Regions from separate parts of the Mus musculus genome. Here all the other regions are linked to region 1. A link is a contact called in public HiChIP or PLAC-seq data. All regions are on one chromosome and are shown on one strand. Each heading gives the region's core, a stretch centred on a gene start, on an enhancer-like site or on the middle of the called end of the contact. The rest is flanking DNA. Distances are from core to core; before and after follow the strand shown.

What was found. HiChIP or PLAC-seq counts read pairs in DNA pulled down with a chosen protein or histone mark.
Region 2: a contact with region 1 is called in an H3K4me3 HiChIP or PLAC-seq map of bone marrow-derived macrophages, with 2.8 times the contacts expected there. The contact joins the promoter of Nags here to the promoter of Ccdc43 in region 1. A contact is called at or near these places in 3 of 39 promoter capture datasets (the 3T3-L1 cell line and embryonic stem cells), 2 of 115 datasets of contacts at active chromatin or transcription factors (bone marrow-derived macrophages and pancreatic cancer cells) and 1 of 9 other capture datasets (liver).
Region 3: a contact with region 1 is called in an H3K4me3 HiChIP or PLAC-seq map of bone marrow-derived macrophages, with 5 times the contacts expected there. The contact joins the promoter of Ppy here to the promoter of Ccdc43 in region 1. A contact is called at or near these places in 2 of 115 datasets of contacts at active chromatin or transcription factors (bone marrow-derived macrophages and large pre-B cells) and 1 of 9 other capture datasets (liver).

What each region holds. Positions count from the first base shown.
Region 1 is chr11:102,695,463-102,699,398 of GRCm38.p6, forward strand. Ccdc43 (coiled-coil domain containing 43) reads right to left here and starts at 2,263. Exons shown (of 5, transcript NM_025918.3): 1 at 2,049-2,263. The coding sequence starts at 2,246. It overlaps Gm34392 (a long non-coding RNA gene), which reads left to right and starts at 2,317. Exons shown (of 2, transcript XR_389053.1): 1 at 2,317-2,378; 2 at 2,478-2,752.
Region 2 is chr11:102,144,145-102,148,312 of GRCm38.p6, forward strand. It overlaps Nags (N-acetylglutamate synthase), which reads left to right and starts at 1,369. Exons shown (of 7, transcript NM_145829.2): 1 at 1,369-1,847; 2 at 2,346-2,620; 3 at 2,719-2,932; 4 at 3,220-3,400; 5 at 3,666-3,837; 6 at 3,948-4,130. The coding sequence starts at 1,443. It overlaps Gm11586 (a long non-coding RNA gene), which reads right to left and starts at 2,163. Exons shown (of 3, transcript XR_880227.3): 1 at 2,070-2,163; 2 at 1,406-1,937.
Region 3 is chr11:102,099,529-102,103,245 of GRCm38.p6, forward strand. It overlaps Ppy (pancreatic polypeptide), which reads right to left and starts at 1,791. Exons shown (of 4, transcript NM_008918.2): 1 at 1,738-1,791; 2 at 993-1,183; 3 at 638-755; 4 at 403-538. The coding sequence starts at 1,183. The coding sequence ends at 644.

The DNA.
Region 1 (3,936 bases), core at 1,013-3,512:
CGAGCTCCTCACAAGCTGTGTTAGCTCTTTTCCATTTATAGACCGAGTGGTTCTTGCCAGTGGGATCAGGGACAGCTGCGTCAGTGTGTCATATTTCCAGCATGTTCTCAACGAACTGAACTTCAGTGTGAGCGTCTCTAGTATGTGTCCCATACCCAAAAATTACTTTTGGATTTGAAAAAAATAAAAATTAAAAAAAAAAAAAAACCTTCCATTTCTTTACATAAAGAAGGTACATCCAGGAGCTGGAAGATGACTCAGTGGCTAAGAGCACTGGCTGCTCTTCCAGAAGTCCTGAGTTCAATTCCCAGCAACCACATGGTGGCTCACAACCATCTGTAATGAGGTCCGATGTATTCTTTTGGTGTGTCTGAAGACAGCTACAGTGTACTCATATACATAAAATTAATAAATCTTTTTAAAAAAGAATGTACATGCATATTTATATCTATGCTCACCATACCTTTTGATTCTCCTTACTAGTCCCTGAATTTTGACTTTAAGGACACTAGATAAGCCCGTTCTCCAAACCTGCTCATTGTGATAGACATCAAAGAACAAAGCCTTTGATGAGCAGTTGACTCTCACAGTAGCACTTTGTGTTTTCAAGAGACGCCTCCACCGTGTGGAAGGATAACAGTTTCTCTGGTATTTAGTGCAGATGCAGCAAAGTTTACTTTTGAGCTGATTGTATTCATTTATTAGATTTGCACTTCTTTCACATGCGTGCCTGTTACCCACGGAGGTCAGAACGGATTGTCCAATCCCCTTAAACTAGAACTACAGATGGTTGTGAGCCACTGTGTAGGGTCTGGAAATGGAACTCAGGTCCTATGTAAGAGCAACAAGTGCTCTCAACTACTGAGCCATCTTTCCAGCCCCCAACTCAATTATATTAAAAAGGAAGTCTCTACAGGACAATCTCAGGGCAAGAGAGGTAGGGAATCTAATCTATGCATATAATCTAACTGTTTCTGTTGGGAGTGGAACGGGGAGGGATGAACACCGCACAAATATCAGATTAGAAAAGTGGGTGTCTTGATCGCCTCTGATACATAAATACAGCTTTAAATTACAAATTTCTAAATTAGTGAGTCTCCTTGGTCTGGTTTGCCAGGGTCTCACTTGGCAAGCCCAAAGTTGGCCACCCACTTGCTGACCTCTGCAGGGCTGGGATTATAATCACGCATCACATCACAGCATACTGTGACGAATCTGCATTTGAGTATTTGAGACAGGGTTTCTCTGTGCCCCGGCTGTCCAGGAACTCACTGCGTAGACCACAAAGGCCAGTCTCTGCCTCCTGAGAGCTGGGATTAAAGGTTTGTGCCCCACCCACGAACCTGCTTCTTTTTGGTTGTTTTGTTTTTTCAACAAAAAAGGGTTTCTCTGTGTAGACCACGATGGCCTTGAAAATCACAGAGATCAGCCTCCTGAGTGCTAGGACTAAAGATGTGCACCAGCCACCATTCCATACAAATACCTTATCTGTTTCCAGTTTGTCTTCATCACAGGGTACCGCCCCACCCAACACACATTAATAATTACTGAATTTCCCAAGGTTGCTTATCGTGAAAAGATCTCCATTACCTTACCAATTGAGGACTCTACTGAAATTGGAGCCAAAAGGGAACTTCCCACAGGCTTTTGTCATGGGACAGCCCTGAGACTACCCGCTAATGGGCAGACATCTCAAAAACATTTTACTCCCCACTCTAAACATCGCAAACCATAGAAATGGAACTATTAGACGTTTATGATCGAACTGCCATTTACACATCTTAATGGCTTCAGGATACTCTCTAGCACATCCAAAGGCACCCAGGGAGCCTTGTTGCCCGGAATATGGGGATCCCATCCTCTCTGTACACCTGCAACCCAAAATCTGGCGAGGGAGCAGCAGCCCACTTCTCCCTCAGTTATGCTTCTTTCCGGTAAAACCACTAAGCCTTCGTGACAGCAAAAGGAAAGAGAGATGTGAAGTAACGAAAGAGGTTCCCAGATTTCTCCGTGAGGTTGATAGGATGTGTCCCGACTACTCTACTCACCAGGAAAGCAGAGAGGATACCCTGCAGGGCGTCCAGCTTCTCTTCCTCCTCCTCCTCCTGTAGGACGCCAAGGATGTAAGCGGCGTAAACGGCTCGGTCCACTCCCAGCGCCTCCAACCGTCCGTCAAGCCAGGATCCAAAAGCCCCGCCATCGCCTTCACCGAGGACTGCCGCGGCCACTTCGCTGGGCGCCGCCATGCTGGGGACAGGGTCCTGCCGGACCCGAGGGTGCCTACCGCAGTGCCTGTCGGGCCGCGCCACTGGGCCAGCGCGCATGCCCGGAGAGGGATCCTCCACCCCTGCGCGCCGGGCTGTGATCCGCGGTTTGAGGTATCTTTATGTCCTCGCAGCTAGCGCTTCTCGGTGTAAGCGTGGTCGCATGGGCACCCAGGAACACCGGCAGGTGAGTTTTGAACCGGTTCGTTATAGTTGGCAACGATCGGATTCAGTGTCATTGTCAGACACGTGACAGAGAGCTCAGAGGACTGCTCACCACGGATTCCAGCAGTTCTGCTCTGCGCCCGGCAGGTTCTTGTGGAATGTGAAGCCAGGATGCCCCACTGAGTCTTGTGTTCCGGAATACCACCTTCACTGCCATTCCAAGCCGCCTTCCCTGAAAACCCAAATTTCAGAAAACGTTCTCTGACTCATTTCTGTACAGAGACACATAGCAGGTTCTCAACAGTTAAACATGCAGCCTCGGAGTCATTGCTTTTAATTATTGCTTCCGTGTTTCCACAGGTATACCTTTGAGGACTGTCTTAGAGTTTCTGTTGAGATAAGACACCATGGCCAAAGCAACTAGGAGAGAAAAGGTTTATTTCAGCTTCCACTCTCAGGTCACGCCCCATTACTAAGGGGAAGTCACAGGAACTCAAGGCTCGAACCTGGAAGCAGGAGCCTTGGAAGATTGCTGTTTAATGGCTTGCTCCTCTTGCCTTGCTCAGATTGCTTTCTTCCACCATCTAGGAGACACCTGCCCAGGGGTGGCACCAGCCACAATAAGTTGGGCTCTCCCACAACAATCACTAATCAAGACAATGTCCCACAGGCCAATCTTATAGGAGGTCGTTCTCTAAATTCCCCTCTTCCCAAATGACTGTAGACACATGACAGCCAACCCAAGAAACAAGTTCTGTCCTCTGCCAGGGACGGTGCTAAGAGGTTCCCATGAAGTATCTGTTGCCATCTTCCCAACAACCCAGCGAGGAGATGCCTTTATGTTCGATTAAAAGATAAGGAAACTGGAGCGATGGCTCAGCTGATAAGAGCACTGGCTGCTCTTCCAGGGACCCAGTTCAGGGGATCTGGCACCCTCACACAGACAAACATGCAGGCAAAACATCAATGACATATATATATATGGGTAAGGAAATGACACACCATGAGAGAGAACCTAAGAGGGGACAGAACTCTACCAGCAGAATGCCAGCTCTGGCCTGAGGTGGGCTAGACTCAAACTACAGAGGAGGAGGAGGAGGAGGCTGTGCAGGGGCCTTTACTCTGACTGCTTGCTTCACTGGATACTTACTGAATACATTCACCACAACACTGTTACAGACTGACAATTCAAAGATGAGTGGCTCAAAGATCTGTGTTCCCTATGGGACCAAACAGTCCAATGGGAATAGGTATTTAAAGAAATAATAGAAATAACGACACTTTAGTGACATAATTCTAAGTGTATGGGTGTTTTGCCTGCATGTTTGTTTGTATACCGATGTGCCTGATGCCCTTAGGGAGACCAGAAGGGTAGGCAGATCCCGTGAAACACAGATGTTTGTGATCCACCATGTGAATGCTGGAACTCAAACAAGGGTCCTCTGGAAAAGCAGCCAGTGTTCTTAGCATCTGAGTCAACTCTCCAGCCCAGAAGTAAATAGGTGAT
Region 2 (4,168 bases), core at 119-2,618, 550 kb before region 1:
TGTTCTGCAGGTGACAAACCCTGACTGACCTGATCATGAACTCAGACAAGATTTTCTTTTCTTCTTCTTCTTCTTTTTAAAAGATTTATTTATTTATTTTATGTATATAAACATCTACATACTGTAGCTGTACAGATGGTTGTGAGCCTTCATGTAGTTGTTGGGAATTGAATTTAGATGGCTCCGGTCAACTCTGCTTGCTCAGTCCCTGACTCACTCTGGCCCAAAGATTTATTTATTATTATAAATAAGTACACTGCAGCTGTATTTAGACACACCAGAATGATGGCATCAGATCTCACTATGGGTGGTTGTGAGCTACCATGTGGTTGCTGGGATTTGAACTCAGGACCTTCGGGAGAGCAGTCAGTACTCTTACCCGCTGAGCCATCTCACCAGCCCAAATGAGATTTTCTTAAGACAGGGTTTAGGCCAGGCAGTGGTGGCGCATGCCTTCAATCTCAGCACTTGGAGGCAAAGGCAGGCAGATCTCTGAGTTCAAGGCCAGCCCAGTCTACAGAGTGAGTTCTAAGACAGCCAGGGCTACACAGAGAAACCCTGTTCCTTAAAAGAAAAAGAGCAGGGTTCCTTAGCTTAGGCTGGCCTTGAATTGCTTATAAAGTCAAGGATGACCTTGAGCCTGATCCTTCTGATTCCTCCATGTGGAGGACATTCCCAAATGTGGCCATCACCGCCCCCCCCCCCGTTCATTTTGTTTTGTTTTGTGTTTTTGTCTATTTTTTTAGGTTTATTGTTGTTGTTGTTGTGTTTCTTGTTTTTTGAAGTGGGATCATCTCTCTATAATATGTAGCCCCTTGGCTGTCCTGGAACTCTCAAAGTAGACCAGACTGACCTTGAACTCGTGGATACAGGCCTGCCTCTGCCTCAGGAGTTCTGGGTTTTATCTTTTGAGACAAGGCTCCCCCGCTATGTAGCCTATGTTCTCCTCCTGCCCGGACCTCCAAGGAACTGAGAGTACAAATATGTCACACCAAGTCCTGCTTGACAACAGGACTTTGTATCCATATGCTGCAGTGAGGACCACACCCCCTGTGTTCAACTTTCCCAGACTCCTTCCAACTCAAATCACTTGCATGACCCTGCAAATTCGCACGCACACCTAGGACATCTGAGCGCTTTCTAAATCCAGCATTTTGGTAGCAGATCAAAGAGCTCCACCACTCTAAATCTGACCTTCGTGACCCTCACTAACGGTTCCGTACCCCCATACACAAGGGGCGGAGAAGTCTAGAGGCGCCACCCTCTGGTCTGTGACTTGCCACACCTCAAACGCACCCAGAAGCCACTCCGGGCCTCCTATCCCATCCCGCCCCGAGTCTGATCCAGCCCAGATCAGCGGCAAGTTAAGAACCCCTAGTGCTGTGCGCTCCAGAGCGACCGTCACCTGTGGGTGGGGGGGACGAGTGGGTTTGGTTGTCGTCATGGCGACGGCGTGGGTGGCCACAGCCCTGCGGTCTGCTGCAGCGGCCAGAAGGTTGCGCAGCCCGGGAGGTCCTGGGGGCTCACGGAGACTGAGTGGCAGCGCGCGGCGGCGCGGGGCAAAGAGCGCCAGCCCGGGACGCCGGCTCAGCACCGCCAGGGCTCACGCAGAGGACGCCGAGGGCGCTAAGGGTCGTGTCCAGTCTCCTGCGGTCGAGGAGCCGTCGTGGACACCGCTTCCAACGCCCCTCGAATCCCCTGCGCCTCCCGCCGGCAGATCACTGGTGCAGCGGGACATCCAGGCCTTCCTGAACCAGTGTGGTGCCAGCCCGGGGGAAGCACGCCACTGGCTCACGCAATTCCAGACCTGCTACCATTCGGTGGACAAGCCCTTCGCCGTCATGGAGGTAAGCCGATCCCGGTGTCGTCGTGTCACTGTCATGAGATGGTGACTGTTCAATAGTACGTCGTAGGTCTCAGCATGCCTAACTGTGAATCTGGAGAGCAGAGGCGTTGAGTTAGTGCTGGGGATGGAGAAAGCCATAAGGCTACGAAAACCGCCCTTGGCGCTAAGGAGAAGGCTGGGAAGCCCGGGCCTCCAGAAGTGATGTCTGACAAAGGCCTCTCACCGTGGAAGCAGTTAGGGGTTCAGTCGGCTGAGCTGTCGCACTACCCCTCCCCCCAAGGTGTCCCAGAGTCCAAGGCCGCTGGGAGGAGCTGAGGGAGGAACATTAGTGCTAGATAAGGGGGTGGCTAAGACCCAACGGGCAAAGGGCGGAGCAGTCGGCCAAAAGTGGGGCCCAATGGCTCCTAAGTAGAATGTGGTCACTGAGGGTCCTAAAGCCCGATTAGGAACAGGCGGCTTAGAGTCAGTGTCGCGTCCCTGAACGTCCACTTCTGTACAGGTCGATGAGGAGGTGATCCGGTGCCCGCAGGCGGTATCCCGCCTGGCTTTCGCCCTGGCCTTCTTGCAACGCATGGACATGAAGCCACTGGTGGTTCTGGGGCTGCCTACCCCCACGGCACCTTCTGGCTGTCTTTCCTTCTGGGAAGCTAAGGCGCAGCTTGCTCAGAGCTGCAAGGTGCTGGTGGATGAACTAAGGCACAACGCGGCTACTGCTGTGCCCTTTTTTGGCGGCGGATCAGTACTGAGCGCTGCGGAGCCAGCTCCCCATGCCAGGTTAGTGTCAACCCAACCTGCCCCGGCATCCTCAGAGAGGGCGGACCACTCTGCTGGCCCTGCCCTGGTCCCGCTCAAGCACCACATCTGGCCCACAGCTACGGTGGCATCGTCGCGGTGGAGACAGACCTGTTGCAGTGGTGTCTGGAATCCAACAGCATCCCCATCCTGTGCCCCATTGGGGAAACGGCTGCGCGCCGTTCCGTGCTCCTTGACTCGCTGGAGGTGACTGCATCTCTAGCCAAGGCTTTGCAGCCCACCAAAATCATCTTCCTCAATAATTCAGGCGGCCTGCGGAATAACAGTCAGAAGGTGCGCCCCTCTCCTGTGCCACGTCATAACACTAAGCAAGACTGAGTCCCCGGCCCTGTGACCCCTACGTAAACCCATAACAGGCTACAGTCACTCTCAAGCCAATAGAGTAGGAAGACCTAACAGAAGATCGGGGGGGGGGGGGGTGGTGTTCCTCGGTTCCCAGATCTGAGCGCTTCCCAGCAGAGAAGATAAAAGTTAAGTGGTCACGGAGAGGTCCACAGGGCTAGGCTCAGTTTGGTATGGGTGTGAATCTGCTAGAGGTTCATCTTCTTCCTGGGACTTAGATCCTGAGCAACGTGAACCTGCCCGCTGACCTTGACCTTGTTACCAACGCTGAGTGGCTGAGCATCAAAGAGCGGCAGCAGATTCGGCTCATCGTGGACGTGCTGAGCCGCCTGCCGCACTACTCCTCCGCAGTCATTACAGCCGCTAGCACGCTGCTCACGGAACTCTTTAGTAACAAGGGTGAGATATGTGAGAAGGTGGGCTGGGCTGAGTCCCAAAGGTGACCACTGGGCAGTGCCCAGCTGAGGGACAGCAGGAGTGCCCCGCCCACTCATCCCCCCGCCCCCACCTCGGCTGAAAGCTGTCGGGAGACCTGAGAGAGGCAAGAGAACTCAGACAGTGGAAACTGGAATAAAGAACTTGAGAACTAGGGAGATGGGCAGAAAGCGCACCTAGCGGTGGACCTGACTCTGGCCCAACCTACGCGCTCTTTCCAATCTCCCAGGCTGTGGCACCCTGTTTAAAAATGCTGAGCGGATGCTGCGAGTGCGCAACCTGGACAGCCTGGACCAGGGCCGCCTAGTGAACCTAGTCAACGCCAGCTTCGGCAAGAAGCTCCGAGAAGACTATCTGGAGTCACTGCGCCCTCGGTTGCACTCGATCTATGTCTCTGAGGGGTGAGCCTCCGGGGCCCCAGAGGGCAGGACCCAAGGTCCTGAGCCAGGGTGGGGAGGCAGCTTTAGGAGGACAGGAGAGGTCCTAACCTGCCGCTCTCCCGCTGTGCCAGGTACAACGCGGCAGCCATTCTGACAGTGGAACCTGTACTAGGGGGCACCCCATATCTGGACAAATTTGTGGTGAGCTCCAGCCGCCAGGGCCAAGGTTCTGGACAGATGCTGTGGGAATGCCTTCGGAGAGACCTGCAAACGTTGTTCTGGCGCTCAAGGGTCACCAATCCCATCAATCCCTGGTAAGCCCAACCAGCCATGCCCCGGGGTTCACCAGCAG
Region 3 (3,717 bases), core at 541-3,040, 600 kb before region 1:
CAGTTCTGAGACCACCCTACACAGCACACAATTGGCCGCCAGCACTAATCCTCTGAGTTCTTGCCCTTGCCCTGCCACTTTAGGATAAATGACTCCTCTCCCACCGCCCAGGTTACAGGAGCCGTCTTGAGGGTACATTTGGGAACAGGGCTGGCCTCGGGGGAGGAGCTAGATGGTTTAGGGGTGCTGGGATGGGAAGATTAAGCTTAGAACTGTGACATCACAGACCTTTCTGGAAAGGAATCTCACTTCTCTCTAGACCACAGCTTCCTTCTGTGAAAGGAATGAGCTGAGCCCCTATATACACTCAGGATTATCTCCTACCCCCAGGCCCCTGCCTCCCTGACTGTGAACTTTACCTGCTTCTGCCTCTATGGGTGCACACACACTCACACACGGGCTATGATTTTAATTTGCTTTATTTAGTTTGCAAGGGAGCAGGTTGTTGCAAGACTGCAGAGGAAAGAGCTGGACCTGTACTCTCCTACAGCCACGGGCTGAAGACAAGAGAGGCTGCAAGTCCATTGGGCAGAGCTCCCTGTAATGAAAGAAGGGAATCATGAGGAAGGACAGTCCTTGTACCCCAAGACCTTGTTTTCCCTTACTCCGCCTCCTCTGGATCCCCCCCTTTCCACACCTGCCTTCAGCTCCAGGGCGCAGAGCAGGGAATCAAGCCAACTGGGGGGCTGGTGCAGGGGGAGAGCTGCACTCCAGGAAGTCCACCTGTGTTCTCCTCCTCGGCTCTCTTCCCATACCTGGGAAGGAAGACAGCTGGGATAAGTATAGTTCTCACTGTCAGTCACCTGCTTTGTATCCCCCACGTAGACGCTTTCCTGCCCACGGCCCATGGATCCAAGCCACTCAGAAGTATTTTTTTCTCAGAGCAGGCATTGAAGAGACTAGGGTTAAAGAGCTCTCTCTCTCTCTCTCTCTCTCTCTCTCTCTCACACACACACACACACACACACACACACACACACACACCACCCTACCTAGGCCTGGTCAGTGTGTTGATGTATCTGCGGAGCTGAGTTTCATATTGTGCCATCTGCTCAGGTGTCGCATAGTCGCCTGGGTACATTGGCTCCAGGGGGGCTCCCCAGGTCCCCTGCAGGGGCTGCAGCAGCAGAGCCACCCAAGTGGATACGAGAAACAGGGAGAGGCAGCAGTATGCGACGGCCATCTAATGAACAAGGAATCGTGGAAGCAGAACACAGCCCATCAGCAGATCCTCCTGTGTCCAAGACCTACCTGCCCAGCCACCACCTACCACACATTTCTTCAAGCCAAGCCTGGGGACAAGGGCAGACCCAGGAGCCACCAGCATCAACCACCTTCCTTCCCTAGAAAACAGGACACCTCCACATACACACCCCTCAAGCCAGCAGCCAGAGTACCCAAGCCTTGGCAACATAAAAAAACAGCAGAAGAACTAGGTATGAAGGCTGGATACACAGGACTTAGGACACTGATGGCTCTGAGGAGGCAGGAGTAGCCAGAGCTGGTGGGAACCACAGGGTGGGGGACACAGAATTAACTTGTAAAGCAAAGGGACAGAAGTCTATGACACGGTGGGTCCTGCTTTCCACTGACAGGTTTGTCCAGATGCAGAGAAAGACCCAAGGAGGACTTTAGGTCCCTTGAGGGATCCAGCCCTACGAAGCACCAATTCCGACCCTCCATCACCAGCCTCAACCCAAGGAGTCCCCAGAGGCAGGACAGAGTGAGCTCACTTACCCTGTGTGCTGAGCTAGTGAGTGTTGGGCCCAGACACCTACCTCCTGCTGGACTGTCTCCCTGTTCATGGCTGTGCCCCTTTATAGTCCTCAGCACCCCCAGAGTCCCCGCCTCCTGTCAGCCTTTCTTGCTGCCAGCCTTTAACCACCACCACCCCCCTTTTGCTCTCTGCCTGGTTTCTGAAACACGGGCACTGTGGCCAGAAACAGGAAAGCACCAGGTCAGCATTCTAGATGTCGGAGGAGCACAGAAGAAAAAACTGGACCATGACAAGGTCTCATGGGGGTCCGTATCCAGCTTTGGACACCAGAAGAGGTTTGATTCATAAATGACAGGATCCTGACATGGTAACCCAAAGGTTCTAGCCACTAGCCTCAGCATGGCCTCCCCAGAGACAACCCCAGTCGCCAATAGGCTTTCCTTGGGGTCTGGATAGAAGCTGAAGCTAGGCTTTACCCCTACCATGAGGGATGGAATTCGGGCCTTCAATCCAGCTAGATCAAGGAAGGGACAGAGATGTCTCACATCCTAAAGCCACTTGGAAGGGAGTGGAGAAAGCCATTTGATGCGTGTATCGAATGCCAGCTTAGGTCCTGTGGGCCAGGGTTCAGAGGCCACAGGGTTCGTGGGGAAGGGACAGTTCCTGGCAGCTGTTTCCTTTCCCAGCACAGAGCTCTGTCCCAGGGGAGTGCTAAAAACCAGCATCACTTATAAGCTTCAAGTTGCCCCCCAAAAAATGCCATGCTGTCGTCCCACTGAACCCCTACAAGGGAACCTATTTAACAGACAAAAAGTGGGGAGACTACCAGAGGAGGGAACGCTTGTCCAAGACTCAGGGTCAGCCTTCACTTCCTCCCCTGAGAGATTCTTCTGGTGCCACTGCGTGACAGGAGAAGCCACTTGTCCCTTTCATGTTCAGTGTCCTTTTCCCAGACAGACCTCCACCCTGCTCAAGCCAAGAGCAGTCACTGGCTCTGTTTATTTTGACCCCTGTGAAGGGAGCAAGGGCCTCTCTCTCTCCCGATGTTCTGCTCTCAGGACAGAACAAGAATCATCACCGCGGGCTCTGGGAACGCAGGAAGTGAGAGGGGAGAAGGTGACAGCAGGCATCTGTCCTGATAAGGTTAGAGGTCAGATAGGCCTAGCTCCAATTGAAGTCCGCGTCACTGCCCTCCTGTTGGGAGCATGATCCAATTAGAGCTCCTAGGGTTCGATTTCTTACTCTGTAAGGTGGGCTCATTGCATCCATCCCCAGACTTGAAGAATCAAAGAGCCTTTTCCTCTCGGCTCTCATTTAAGGTAGCAAGAAGAGCACCAGCCGCTCAAAGTAAGTAGAGTTCATTTCTCAGCGATCCTGGCCCCTTCTCTGGGCTCAGGTTTCCCACTATGCAAAACCAGTGGCTAGTTCCGACTCGAGCCTCATGGCTGCCACCAGGGGGCGCCTGGCTCCGGCGCCGGTTTTAAGGATCCGGGTTTCCAGGGGCTCTAAACCTTGTGTTCTGGATTTTACTCCAGGTAAAAAGACTGTATCCGGGGAATGAGTCTGGTGTGGGAACTATTTACAGTTTGTCACGCAAGTCAACCAGCTTTGCTTGGTCCCAAGAAATCACAGCTGCTCTTCAAATGTCAACCCAATAGATCGAAATGACAGATTCCAGGGTCTCTGCAGGGGTAGTAGTGACAATCCAGGAGGAAGTAGTGCCTGTGCCTTCTAAATATTATGGTCACATCTGGAACACAGAGATAGCTCCTGATAGCCTTTGTGGGCTCCTGAAGTGCTTGCATAGAGCTTCCAGGAAGACACACGTGCTCACCTGCAGATAAACCAAGTCACTAGTGGCTCCTTAGTAGCCACGTGCTCTCTGGACAAGGAAGATAGCTACCGGCCAATGTGATAATGGGGTTAGGAGAACAGTCCAGAAACACGAGGGTGAATGAAGTAGGTGAAGGAAGGAAGGAAGGAAGGAAGGAAGGAAGGAA